Linked DNA regions of Gossypium hirsutum: region 1 is linked to region 2. A link is a contact called in public Hi-C data. All regions are on one chromosome and are shown on one strand. The core of a region is the stretch at or near the end of the contact, and the rest is flanking DNA. Distances in the headings are between cores, read along the strand shown.

Region 1 (5,976 bases), core at 599-3,098, 74 kb before region 2:
TTCAGGAAATATCAACATGGTTAAATTTAATTTTAACAAAAATAAAATCATTATTTGTTAGGTGTAAGTTATGTGTATTTCTGGGTTTATTAAATGAGTGAAATAAATGATTTATGAAATGAAATTTTAGCAATTTTTACGGCGTTTTGATTTGGACCACTTCGGGGCCAATGTGACCTCCGAAATCAGGTCATAACTTTTGGGCTGAGTTTTGGGGTGTTACACATGTTAAACATGTCTATTGTTTCTGTACTATTCTGTTACAAGCTTGGCATATTGTATTGCATGGGATGAGACAATATGAATGGAGGAAGTACTGGCAGTTTAATAATCTGCAAACACTAGTGATTCATCCAAAACTTATTGGCAGCTTGTCTGCAAATTTTTTATCTGAAAATACTAGTGATTTATCCACAATTTTTACCGGTAATTTATCTACAAATTATTGGTGGTTTATCCACAACGCGGTGTATAGGGATGGATGAGTTCTAGGGAACTCTTACTGTGGTATGTAGTGCAGTTGGGTAGGATCTTTTTTTGATAAACTGAAATTGCATTGCCATTCATAAGCACTTACATGCAAAACTATGAATTCTGAGATATTATATTTAAAAAACCGATAATCCGATTTGTTATTCAATTGTGATTATTCTGTGAGTTGTTATTCATATGTTTTGTCTAATGCCATGCATTGGTTTTCTTGTAATAGGATTCATTTTGAGCTTTTTAAGCTCACCCCACTTTAATTTCCATATTTTCAAATAACCCTCCAAGTTAAGACACGAACTTGGCACCCAAAAGGTCTTGGCTCGGAAAGCTAATTTTTTTTATAAAAGTATTTTAGATTTGTTATTTGCAATTTTTGTTATTCAGAAAACTGTATTTTTGTTTAAACTGTAGCATGAGACTTAAGTTCGGGTTTATTTGGCATGCATGACATTTATTTTGATTTAGGTTATTGAAATATGGATTATTAATTAATCATGCATAAAATTTGGTTTCCATTAAACTTATGTTAAGTATCACTTTTTCCGTTGCATTGTTATGTAAATGAAATTTGAAAAACATATAAAAATTGGAAATCGACTTTTCTAAGTAAAATTTAAATTCTATCGTTTTTGAGAAAATTATATCTTTTAGTAAAATGAAGATAACACGCTAAGTATTTCTTCAAAAAAAAATAAGCAAGTGTTTTAAACAATTGTTTTACAAAACTCCGATCGTTACTAGGCCATTTAGGTGGCAAATGTAATCTTCTGAATTCAGTCTTAACGTCTAGATTGGATTTAGGGGTTACACGATTAATTTGTAATATCAATCACTCGTGAATTTAAATAATAAAACAAATTTTGTTATCATTTTTTGGTATTATACATAAGTTTTGGATTCAATTTTTATTCTCTAATTTGGTTAAATTTAATTTTTTATTTTTTGAGTTTTAAAGTTTCAGTTATGAATCAAATGGTAGTATAAATTTATTAAATCAAAATTTGCTATTAGTTTGATACTATGTGTAAGTTTGTGGTTTTAGTCCCTATCCTCCAATTTGATCATTTTTTATTTTTATATTTTTCAAATTTTGATATTTCAGTTTTGACTCAGAATATATATTAAATTAATTAACTAAAATGATATATATTTTTTAATATTACGTGAAAAAATAAGTTGATATATTATTATACATGCGGAAAAGATTTCAGAAATAGCATAAATTATTTTAACAAGTATCATTTCTTTGAATTAAAAAGAAAAGAAAAATGAAGTAAGAAGCAGTTGGTGCGGGGTAGAGGATATTAGGATATTTTGTGCATGTGCAGAGGCATGTGGTGGAGCCATAGACCCAACAACAAGTTGAGATGTTCTAGAAAATGAAAAAGAGACACAAAACAGAACAAGCAAAGCCAGGCTGTATAACTAAAATAAACCCCACTTCCCTTAATTACCACTTAGTATCTATGGCTTTTTGGCCATCTGATTTCGACTACCCAACCAACCTCTTTTCTTTCGCTTTCTTTTTTTATCCCACATTACTCTACTTTCAGTAAAAATATGAATTCCCCATCATCATAAACCCTCTAATAAATTTCACATTTTTGTTTGAATTCCGTCATTTTTGGTCTCTAAATCTTAAAATATCACGTATCACTTAAAGTTTTTCTTATATAATTTTGTGCATTTTTAGATTATATATACTTTAATTTTTAGTTGGTGATGCTATGCCATGTAATCTACTTTAATAACGTTCAAAAAATTTTTATATTATGATATTTTAATAAGAATATAAAATTAATTTATTGTAAAATATATTTTAATATTTAAAATGTAACAAAAAAATATTTTATAAAATACATTAAATTATAAATAAGTGTTGAGAATGTTGTTTGACTTCAAAATATAAATATTACATAACACTTTTGAACTTTAAAATCTGTCTATTTAGCTTCTTGTTTTTAGTCATCAAAAATACTTTTAAAAATAATGAGAAACACTAAAGGAGTAATATATATATCAAAATTGGTTTTAGCCTCAAATTTGAAATTTAATTTACTTTAATATGTAGTATCCTTTGACCTAACACCTTACCAACTCATTAAGTTGACGTAGATATTTTTTTTTTTGCGAGTGTTAGAAAATTCTTTTCATAAAAATTCATGTTGACATCTCAACTAAAATAATTAAGAGTGATGATATTAAAAAAATAAAGAGATATTTCAAATTTAGATATACTAGAGGGATTAAAATTATATTTTAACTAAAAAAATTTATATAAAGAGAGGATGTAAGAGTGTTCAAAAATTGAATATCTGGGCGAAAAGTAAAAACATTAAAATATATATATATATATATATTACTCCCTTAAAGAATTAGTTGCAACTTATTTATTATTACCATAATTTCAGGTTGAAACTTTGGTGTATTTTTTTTAAAAAAAATTATATAAATTATTAAAAAGACAAATACTATAGAAAATTATACCGTATATTGTTAGTAGAGTTTTTTAAATTCCACGAAAGAATTAAGGGTGTGACAAATATTTTATAAAATGTAATCTACAAATAAAAAATTAAATATATAAATAAATACGACACTTTTATATTCTGAACCCACTTAAAGAATCTAAAAAACTTCACAATTATATCAAATAATTACCCAAATATCGATCTCATAACATGTGTTATTTATTTTTAAAAATAAAGTTTTAACCATTTTCTAACTAAATTAATATTTGGATTAATTATAACAGAGAGAGCAGGCACTGGGTTGACTGATAATGAGATATTATGAAGCGTGTGTTGCGCGGCAGATGCGAAAGGCCCAGCCAACTTGTGGTGCCTTTCATTCGTGCCTTATACACGCTCCAAAACAGTTGAATAATTGCTGTAGCCATTTATTAAATAAAACGACAACTCCATTTGTAATTATTTTGAATAATGCCTGCAATGGGCTATTAAAAATTATATATATGTAAAGGGTAAATTACATTCAAAGCCATTAATTATTAGTAAGCTCAATTTTAAAAATTTATAAAAAGATTATTGAACTATTCGAAAATTTTTATTTAAGTCATCAGGTTGTTAAGTTTTTATTCAAGCGACTATTCAATGATCAGTATAGTAGATTAGTACCTATTAATAAGTAGAATAACATACTTTAGGTCTAAGTCAATCTGATGGTTAGTTCGGAGATCGAAAAAGAAAATTGTTTCGAGTTTGGCTCATAGATTTGTGACATTCAAAATTGTTTCATAAAAAAAATTGAACTATAAAAGAATCGGATAAAGAAAGCTTTCAATTAGAACAGACAATGCGAATAAAGAAAGGCATACAATAGCGTTTTTAGTAGTCAAAAATTTTGCTTTTATCCCGTGTCATTCTCTTGGCTGTAATTCTTATCAACTACTTAAGAAATTTAAACAAATTGGACGCGAAATTAGCCAGAAATTTGTTTCATTATGGCATTTTAAGTCAAACGAAAATTGTTACGTTATTTAAATATTTTAAAAACTAAATAAAAAATACATCTTTTTAAATTTAAAAGTAGTTCAGACATTTTGAATTTGAAAGCCAACGACCAACTGATCAACACGCCACCTTCTTTGGAAGATAATTTAGGGCTGAAAAAATATTTTTTTTTAAATTTAAGTTTAAGTGTTTTAGAGTAAAAAATATTTATTTAATTCGTTAATATTATAATATTTTAATAAAATATAAAAAAATTATTGTCATTATTTTTAAAATTTAATTTGAATATATAATTTATATTTTAATTACTATTATAAATTTAAATATATAATTTTTTATATTTAAAATAAATTTTAATAAAAGATAATTATATACTTATATAAAATATATTAGGATATAAATAAAGATTAAAGATGTAATTGGTTTCAAAAGCTAACATTTTTAAAAAAATAATGAGAAACAAAGCCCAAGACTATAAACTATATTAAAGATTATATTAAAAAAATCATCTTTTTAGTTTCAAAATATTTTCCATGATTACCCGTTTTAAAACATAAAAGTATATTGAGTGGTTATTAAAATAATTAAGAGAAGGTGAATTTGAATTTGTTTAAAAATTATGTTATTAGTTAATTTAAAATTTTGAGATCATAGATAATAATGGGAATTGTTTAAAAATATAAAATTATATTTATTATAAATATAGAATAGTAAAAGAATATAATAAAAAATTTAAAAATATAATTCAATCTGATAATGGCTACCTGACTTTTCCTCTCAATAAAAATACAGTAAATTGTATTTATGAAGTCCCCACAAATTTACAAGCACGACCAAATAGCTGACATATGTACTTCGCTGTATTAAATCATCAAAATTAAGAGATGATATTTGATGTATTTTTAGTGTATAAGTTCCACTTCACATTAAACTACTTCATAAATGAATAAATTAATAAAATATTTATAAATTCATAAATAAATACTCATAGATTTATCTAATTACAATTAAAATTTTTATTTCTCATCTCCTTCTCTATGTATATGTATATAAATAGGAAAGCTTTTCTAAATTGGATTAATTGTATCAAACATCTCCCAACTAATTCTGGAGTTTTTTTTTCTTCTCTAATGTGGTGGTGTGCAAATGATGTTTAAATTGAACTGAATTAGCCGATCAGATTAACTGGATCAAGAAGTAGCTAGTTACCATTTTGGAGAATGGCTTTCAATCGATTAGATAAAAAATTGGTACGAACTGGTTGAATCAAGTTTTAATTTTTAATGTTTTTACTTTAAAAAATATTTTTTTAATAGGTTCGATTGTACCATGGCCTGACTAATTTGACAAGTGATTCAATTCTAAAAACATTGGTGGAGAGAATAATAATACATATTTCAAAGGTAATTTTGTCTTTTAAGTTTTTGATATAATAAATCAATTAAGATTTAACTTGACTGGCATCGTTGTTATTACAACATCTTAGAAGACATGGATAAGAACGTGCTTAAAAGTGTAATATCTTCACTTTAAAGATAAAAAGTTATCATTGGTTTAAGATTGTATAAAAAAAAGTTAATTATATAATATATCTAAGGCATAATGCCTTATTTAGCCCTCCAACTTTACAAAAAAAAAATCATTTTAGCCTTCCATTTTAATTTTTCACTTCTTTTAGTCCTTGAACTTGTATTGTTTGTCTAATCACCAAAAAATTGAAACTATGTTGGCATGACATCTGTCACATCCCAAAATCAAGCCTAGATGAAATAGGAGTAAAATTTAGATTTTATTTTCTTTAAAAACATAGGGTAAGGGAAATTAGAATGCCTTAAAAATGATTTTTGTTAAATAATTAGCAAGAATGAGTTTGTTGGTTAAATGATAAGACATTAGTCTAACCATAAGTCCCAAGTTCAAAACCCCTTGTAAGCATTCAATTATAATATTTTTATTTCCTTAGTTTTACCCCAAAAAAGTGCTAAAATTTCAAATTAGCCTAACCAAAAATCTT
Region 2 (6,145 bases), core at 2,202-4,701:
TCCCTCCTCTTTTTTTTTAAAGAGAACATTACTTCATTGAAATCACTCATAACAAGCCATGGTGATTAGGCTTCTTTATTTAGACGTCTTAACAAATTTCATGAATCTTTCCTCAAATTTTCAACTAAAGCCCCATAAAATCCAGTGAACCTCTAGCTTGTTCCCCCGTTGTCTTCAGTAAGTCGATGTAGGAGTTAAAAAACTTTTTAGATTAATATTATGGTTATTTTTCCACCCTAATGATAATCCCCCCTTGAGCCCTCCACACTAACAACAATCCCATGTACAAACCCGCATGATCTTCTTATCCTTTCCATCTTCCTTGAGCTTACTTTTGTTTCTATTAGAAACAAAAGTTGAGGCTAAACCTGTCTCAAATAGTTTTTCAGACACCTTATTATCTGTGGTTACCCCCATCCACGAATGTTCAAACTTAAAGTTTTCATTTCGACCGATCAACCTACTTATTAGCAGTCGCAAATATAAAATTATTTGAATCTGTTTCTATTGGATTTTTGTTAGTAACTTTTGTTAGTAACATCAATATGATTTTTCTGTTGTCTTTTCTTACCCTCTAATAAACTATAGGCTGATCTTCCACATACCCCCTTCATCTTTCGCTTTATTGAGATCTGTAGGACACTCCACCCCATTCTTGCATGTCATCCTTGCTTATCGATCTTTGATACTTTTATTTCTTAATTCCACTATAACACCTTTCACCATTGATTCGTTAACTTTATTTCTGATAGTAGGCTCTATTTGCATACTCTTCCTTCAATCACCTTCCCTAGAATCGATTCTACCATACCCCTTAGTTCCTCTCGAATCCATTGGCTATCTATCACAGTAGTCCTCCTTGATGAGGCATAAAGGGATATGTCCCACCCAAAAACCACCTCTTGTGAACCTAATGTTAAATAAATTGGACATAAGGTTTCCTCGTGCCCTAATCTCCCACATAAAAAACAGAATAATGACAGCTTTTCATATTAGAATGTAACATAGGTTGATTTATCCTGTCCAAAAATAATACATTTCTTCCTTTTAAGCAGGCTCCAAACATCTAATCGTACTTTTATGCACATAAATTTTCTTACTCCTTTAAAGATAATTACTACATCATATTTAAAAAAAAAAAGGCCAATGAAATTTCCCATCTGTCTTGCCATATTTTCTGACATACAACCTATCAGCAAATTGTGGATGTACACCCAAAAATTTGTGATAACCAGTAGGACTTGTATTGGATCCTTCCCTTTTTCTAGCCAGTGGAAGATAATTAAATGTCTATTAAAGAACCAAGGCATACCATCAATAACCCTTTTTAAATCCAGTTTGTTGTATAACAGAAAAAAGAGTTCTTTTTCTTCAATCTCGGTAATGGAGACACCCGCAATTAGGTGCCATAGCTTGGCCAGGACGTTTCTCATCAATGGAAAGTGAACTATCCCGTTAGTTAAGACTTTTCCCACCAGGCACATGCAAAAATCTTCATATCCCTCTTCCTCATCTTGTTCTAGTAATGGGTCTTCCTCTTCATTGCCAATACTTAAATTAGCTAGATCTTCCTCCATCGATAAATGGGCACTTTATGAAACAAAAAACTCAAAACTCTTCAACGCTCAAAAAGATTGAGAGAAAGGCATACTCGCCTACCTGTGAATTCGTGTAGACGAAAGGAACAAAAAAAAAGAAGAGAAAAAACCCCTAATATCCTTACGAATTTAAATATATAAAAATAACTATGGAAAATAAAATATGTTTTAATCCAAAATCAAAATTTTATAACTCATCTATTTTGAGACTTATATTAATATTATAGTTTCATCTATTTAATTTCAAATATATATATAATTATTTAAAAATATAAATATTTTTATAATAAATCATGTTTAGTTTCAAGAAACAGAAGTGCTTTCATTTTGGTTTTCTTAAAAAATAGAATAAACTAATGATAAGATTAAAGATTTTGAAAAATGAAATATGTTAAAAGCAGGGGAAAAAAACAAATAGTTGATTTCATTCCTATATTTAAAAATGCTTCATAAAATAAGAAAATTTTAAAACAAGCAAAAATATTTTTCTAACTTTCAAATATGGAATCCATATAAATATAGAATTTTTTTTATTTTATTTCTCATGTTTCTATTATAGGAAAATATGTATTAAAAATTTTTGCATATTTTCATTAATGAAAACAAATTTTTATTTACTAAATGTGTTTTTTAAACTTTTTAAAATTAAAATAAAAATATTTTTAAAAATCAAACATCTTCCTCATTATAGGTTTTGACTCTTTATAACACAATTCTTAGAACTACTTATAGTCCCTCCCCAACTCATAAATAGGAGGATAATACGTTTTAGCGCACTCAAATCTAAGTTTTCCTACATTAACAATAATGCTCATATCAGTTGAACTGAGACTCAATCGATATTTAATTAAAAATTTTATAAATAATATAGATATAGTTAGATGAATTTTGAATAATTAATGTTGAAAGAGTGATGGTTAGGAGGGAGAGAAATAAAAGGAGAAATGAAATATGGTATGCTTTTTAATTATTGATTGGTTGTAGCAATATTTAGTGGGAGATATTTGAATATAATTGATATCCCATTATTGTAAAGGCAAAGAAGAGGGAATACTAATTCCATTATACTTTATAGCTGGCACTGCACTTTATTGATGCTAATGCTAGCTGGGCCTGCTTGCCTTAGGCCCACAACCAAACATATTATGCACTAATCAAACACTCGTTTGCTCTTTTATATATATATATATGTGTGATTAAAAAAGAGCATCCTAATGTGAAGATCTATTGGCGGTTTTAGATTACGAGGAGATACAAATTCATATATAATTTTACATCTGGGTTTACTTTGTTCACAAGAATAATAATAATTCCTATTTTAATTTTTGTTCTCGACAAAATATTTCTAGAAAAAGTTGATTGAAACAGATATCTTTTCGATGATGGATTGGACTTGGGAGTTGTCGTATGAAAGATGAATTGGACTTTTTTGTAAAAATTAAAAAAAAAAAGGCAGCTTAACAGTGTAATGAGGAAAAGAGTGCATATGAAAGTTGCAGAGCTAGCATTTGAGTTGCCCAATAACCTAATGATCATGTTGGTATACTTAATCTGTTTACTGATCAGTTTGTTAACAATTTGATAACTACTTAGCATGCTCAATTCCTTGACTCACAGTTAGGAGTTTTAAGGCATTCTAACTACCTTAATTAGCCTATTCATATTGGGCTAACCTATAGGTAAATGTAACATGATACCATAGGATTTTGCCATTAATGGTACCTTAACAAACAAAGAACAAATACCTTCATTGGATTTTGCCTTTCTGTTTTTTTTGCAGCTCTCATATTTTAAGGATATGGCTCCTCCTTGGCTGCTTAGCCTCCTCCTTGTTATTTTGTTCTTCACCCTACTAAATATGGGTTGGATTTGAGGCTTTAAGACACATTTTCAGCCCAACTGAAATTTACCAGTTTAAACAGGTTGTCATTTTTAAAATGTAACAGGATTTAGATCAGTTAGTATATAAGCAATATACACCTTAACCTTTGTGAAAAAAGAAACTTTTAAAACTTCCAAAAAATATAAAAGAATTGTTTTAAAAAAAACTAAAAAATTAATATCTTAAAAGTAAGGTTAATTTTGTTTTCTGGTTGATTCTATTCAAATCAAATTCTTCCACCCACCTTTTGTATTTATGATTGAAGAAATGGAATGGGGTTGCTTAGACTCTCATGCCAACATAATGCTTCAAGAGGTTGTTGGCTAATACAACTTTGCCAACTATGGAGGAAACCTTTACAAAGATAATCTTTCAAGGGATTTCAAAATTCTGAGTTTAAATAACTTGTGTTCAATTTACATACATTTTCACACTATCCTGTCAGAGAATAAGTGATTGGTGATTTAAAGCAGAAGAAAGAAGAGAATTGGAGAGAGAATTAAAAGGAGTTTTTATTATTTCATTCATGTGTTTTACATCAGCTTCATATATGTATGCTGAACCACAAATACTCATGCGGCTCTTTTCACTCAATTTTCAGCTTCCTTCGGTTGCCCAACTGTTGTTATACTTCAAACAAAGAAGCTACTACTCAAATTTTATGCAACTATGTACTTTATCCCTCCATTTCTTTACAAACTCACCCAAAATGAAATAAAACCTTAAGCAATGATGTCAGAATCAGTAGTCCAACCGATGAAATTAAATCGTAAATCGATGAAAAATTGGTTCAACTGAATGAACCAGCTTATATCTTTTTTATAAAATTTTATGAATTTATATTTCATTATTTATTTTTAAACCAACGATTCAATAATCTTATCATCTACTCAACTATCATTGTTTCTCCATAAAAGCGTCACCATCACTAATCAACAAACTTTTCAAACCCTAACTAGAAAGCACAAAATAAGACATAATGTTAAATTTAATTTTTAATACCTACAATTTTTTTTTTGTCATTTTGGTCATTATTCTTTTGTAAAACTAAATTTGATCATTAATTTTTCAAAAAGGGTCAAATCGCTTTTTAACAGAAATGTTGTCTAAAACATTCTCTTTTTTTTTAACAATATTGACGTGGCAATTTATGTGTACTTCATGCTAACATGACGCAACATCAATAAATAATTTAAAAGTTAAAAAATATTCAAAAAAATTAAACATTAAAAAATGTACAAAAAAATAGCATGCAGTACATGTTTATTACCATGAAGGTTGCCATGTTTAAAAATGTTTTAGTCAATATTTCCATTTAAAACAATAATTAAGAGTCTTTTTATAAGTTGATGGTCAAATTCGCCTCTTTTGAAATGTTGAACATCAAATTTAGCTAAAAAAATAAGGGATAAATTGAGAAAAGATGTAAACATTAAGAGCTAAATTTTACATTATGCCAAACAAAGGTTAAATTTGGTATTTTTCTTCTCTTTTTTTTTCAGTTTATCATTTTTTTTTCAACCATAATAGAATAAGTATTAGAATATATATACCTAAATATTATATATATATAAGATAAATGAATAAAAAGATCTATCCTACTATAATTATATGGCAGCAAGTACTGAAAAGGGTTAACGGGAAAAACTGTAAACTAACAGTTATAGATTTTTTTATATTATTTTTATAAATTTCTACAGTATTTTATAATATTTTTATATTTTTGAATTATTTTAAAGTTTTTATATAATTAAAAAAAACAAATGACAATGTAGAACAATCTTAAAGTCTTACCAAGATTTAAAAAGAAAAACTAAATATCACTTAAACCCGAAATAAAAACTAAAGTTAACGGCATGGCAACAAGTAGTAGATATGCAAATTCACTCCTATTAACACGACAATAGAGCTCAACTTTAGTCTAAACTCATCATGCACAGACCTATTTCTTTATTCTTACCAAAAATATCTATATATTTGCATAAATTTCACCTTCTTTAAAAGAAAAAAAAAGAGAGTAAAATTGACTGAGTGAAAATTTGATAAGTTAGTGATGAACTAAATTGTGGAATATTTTTTTAAAGAATTCAATCAATTTATATATATATTTCAAAATTTTGGCAGTAATAAAAACAATTGAAACATTGGACCATGATTCACACACGTGCGTAGCTAAAAATTGGTAATATTCGTTGCGCATATAAGACAATTTTGTTTTGCAGAATCATATTCACATTTGATATTTGCTCAGATCAGATATCAGTACAGTACTTTCTTTTTTCCTTTTCAATTTCAACTGCTTTTTGTTCACAGTGAAATTTACTTGGTTTTACCACAAAAACAAAATGATGAAAACATAATAAATGGTAGGCCTAACTTGGTTTCATCATCATCACCCAATCAACATGGTCCAGGGCAAGTTCTGTGCCAACTTTGGCTCCACAATCCAACAGACTATATATCCGACATGAGTATATTTACCGTATCTACATGTGTATGAATAATCTGCCATTGGCTCCAGGGATTCAATGAAGCCACTGATTCACAAACACAGCTTCTAAGGACAAATTAATTCTGACAGTTTTCTAACACTGAAACCAAAACTGGGTTTTACTATTGTACTCTATTTAGATCGTCAATCAATCCTAGCTATAATGCTAGTAAC

What was found. A called contact is a pair of places that touch in the nucleus more often than the background predicts.
Region 1: a Hi-C map of leaf shows a contact between it and region 2, with 2.3 times the contacts expected there. The contact joins two enhancer-like sites. A contact is called at or near these places in 4 of 34 Hi-C or Micro-C datasets (leaf, stem and an unstated tissue).

The regions. Positions count from the first base shown.
Region 1 is chrD13:12,891,248-12,897,223 of Gossypium_hirsutum_v2.1, reverse strand. No RefSeq gene overlaps it. Among protein-coding and RNA genes, the nearest start is that of LOC107920382, 17 kb to the right of the region's middle. Within about 2 kb of position 1,848, at least 5 of the 9 cell types and tissues checked have an H3K27ac peak or open chromatin away from gene starts, as enhancers often do. A contact at or near this core is called in leaf, where this site is marked.
Region 2 is chrD13:12,818,392-12,824,536 of Gossypium_hirsutum_v2.1, reverse strand. No RefSeq gene overlaps it. Among protein-coding and RNA genes, the nearest start is that of LOC121202983, 7.6 kb to the right of the region's middle. Within about 2 kb of position 3,451, at least 6 of the 9 cell types and tissues checked have an H3K27ac peak or open chromatin away from gene starts, as enhancers often do. A contact at or near this core is called in leaf, where this site is marked.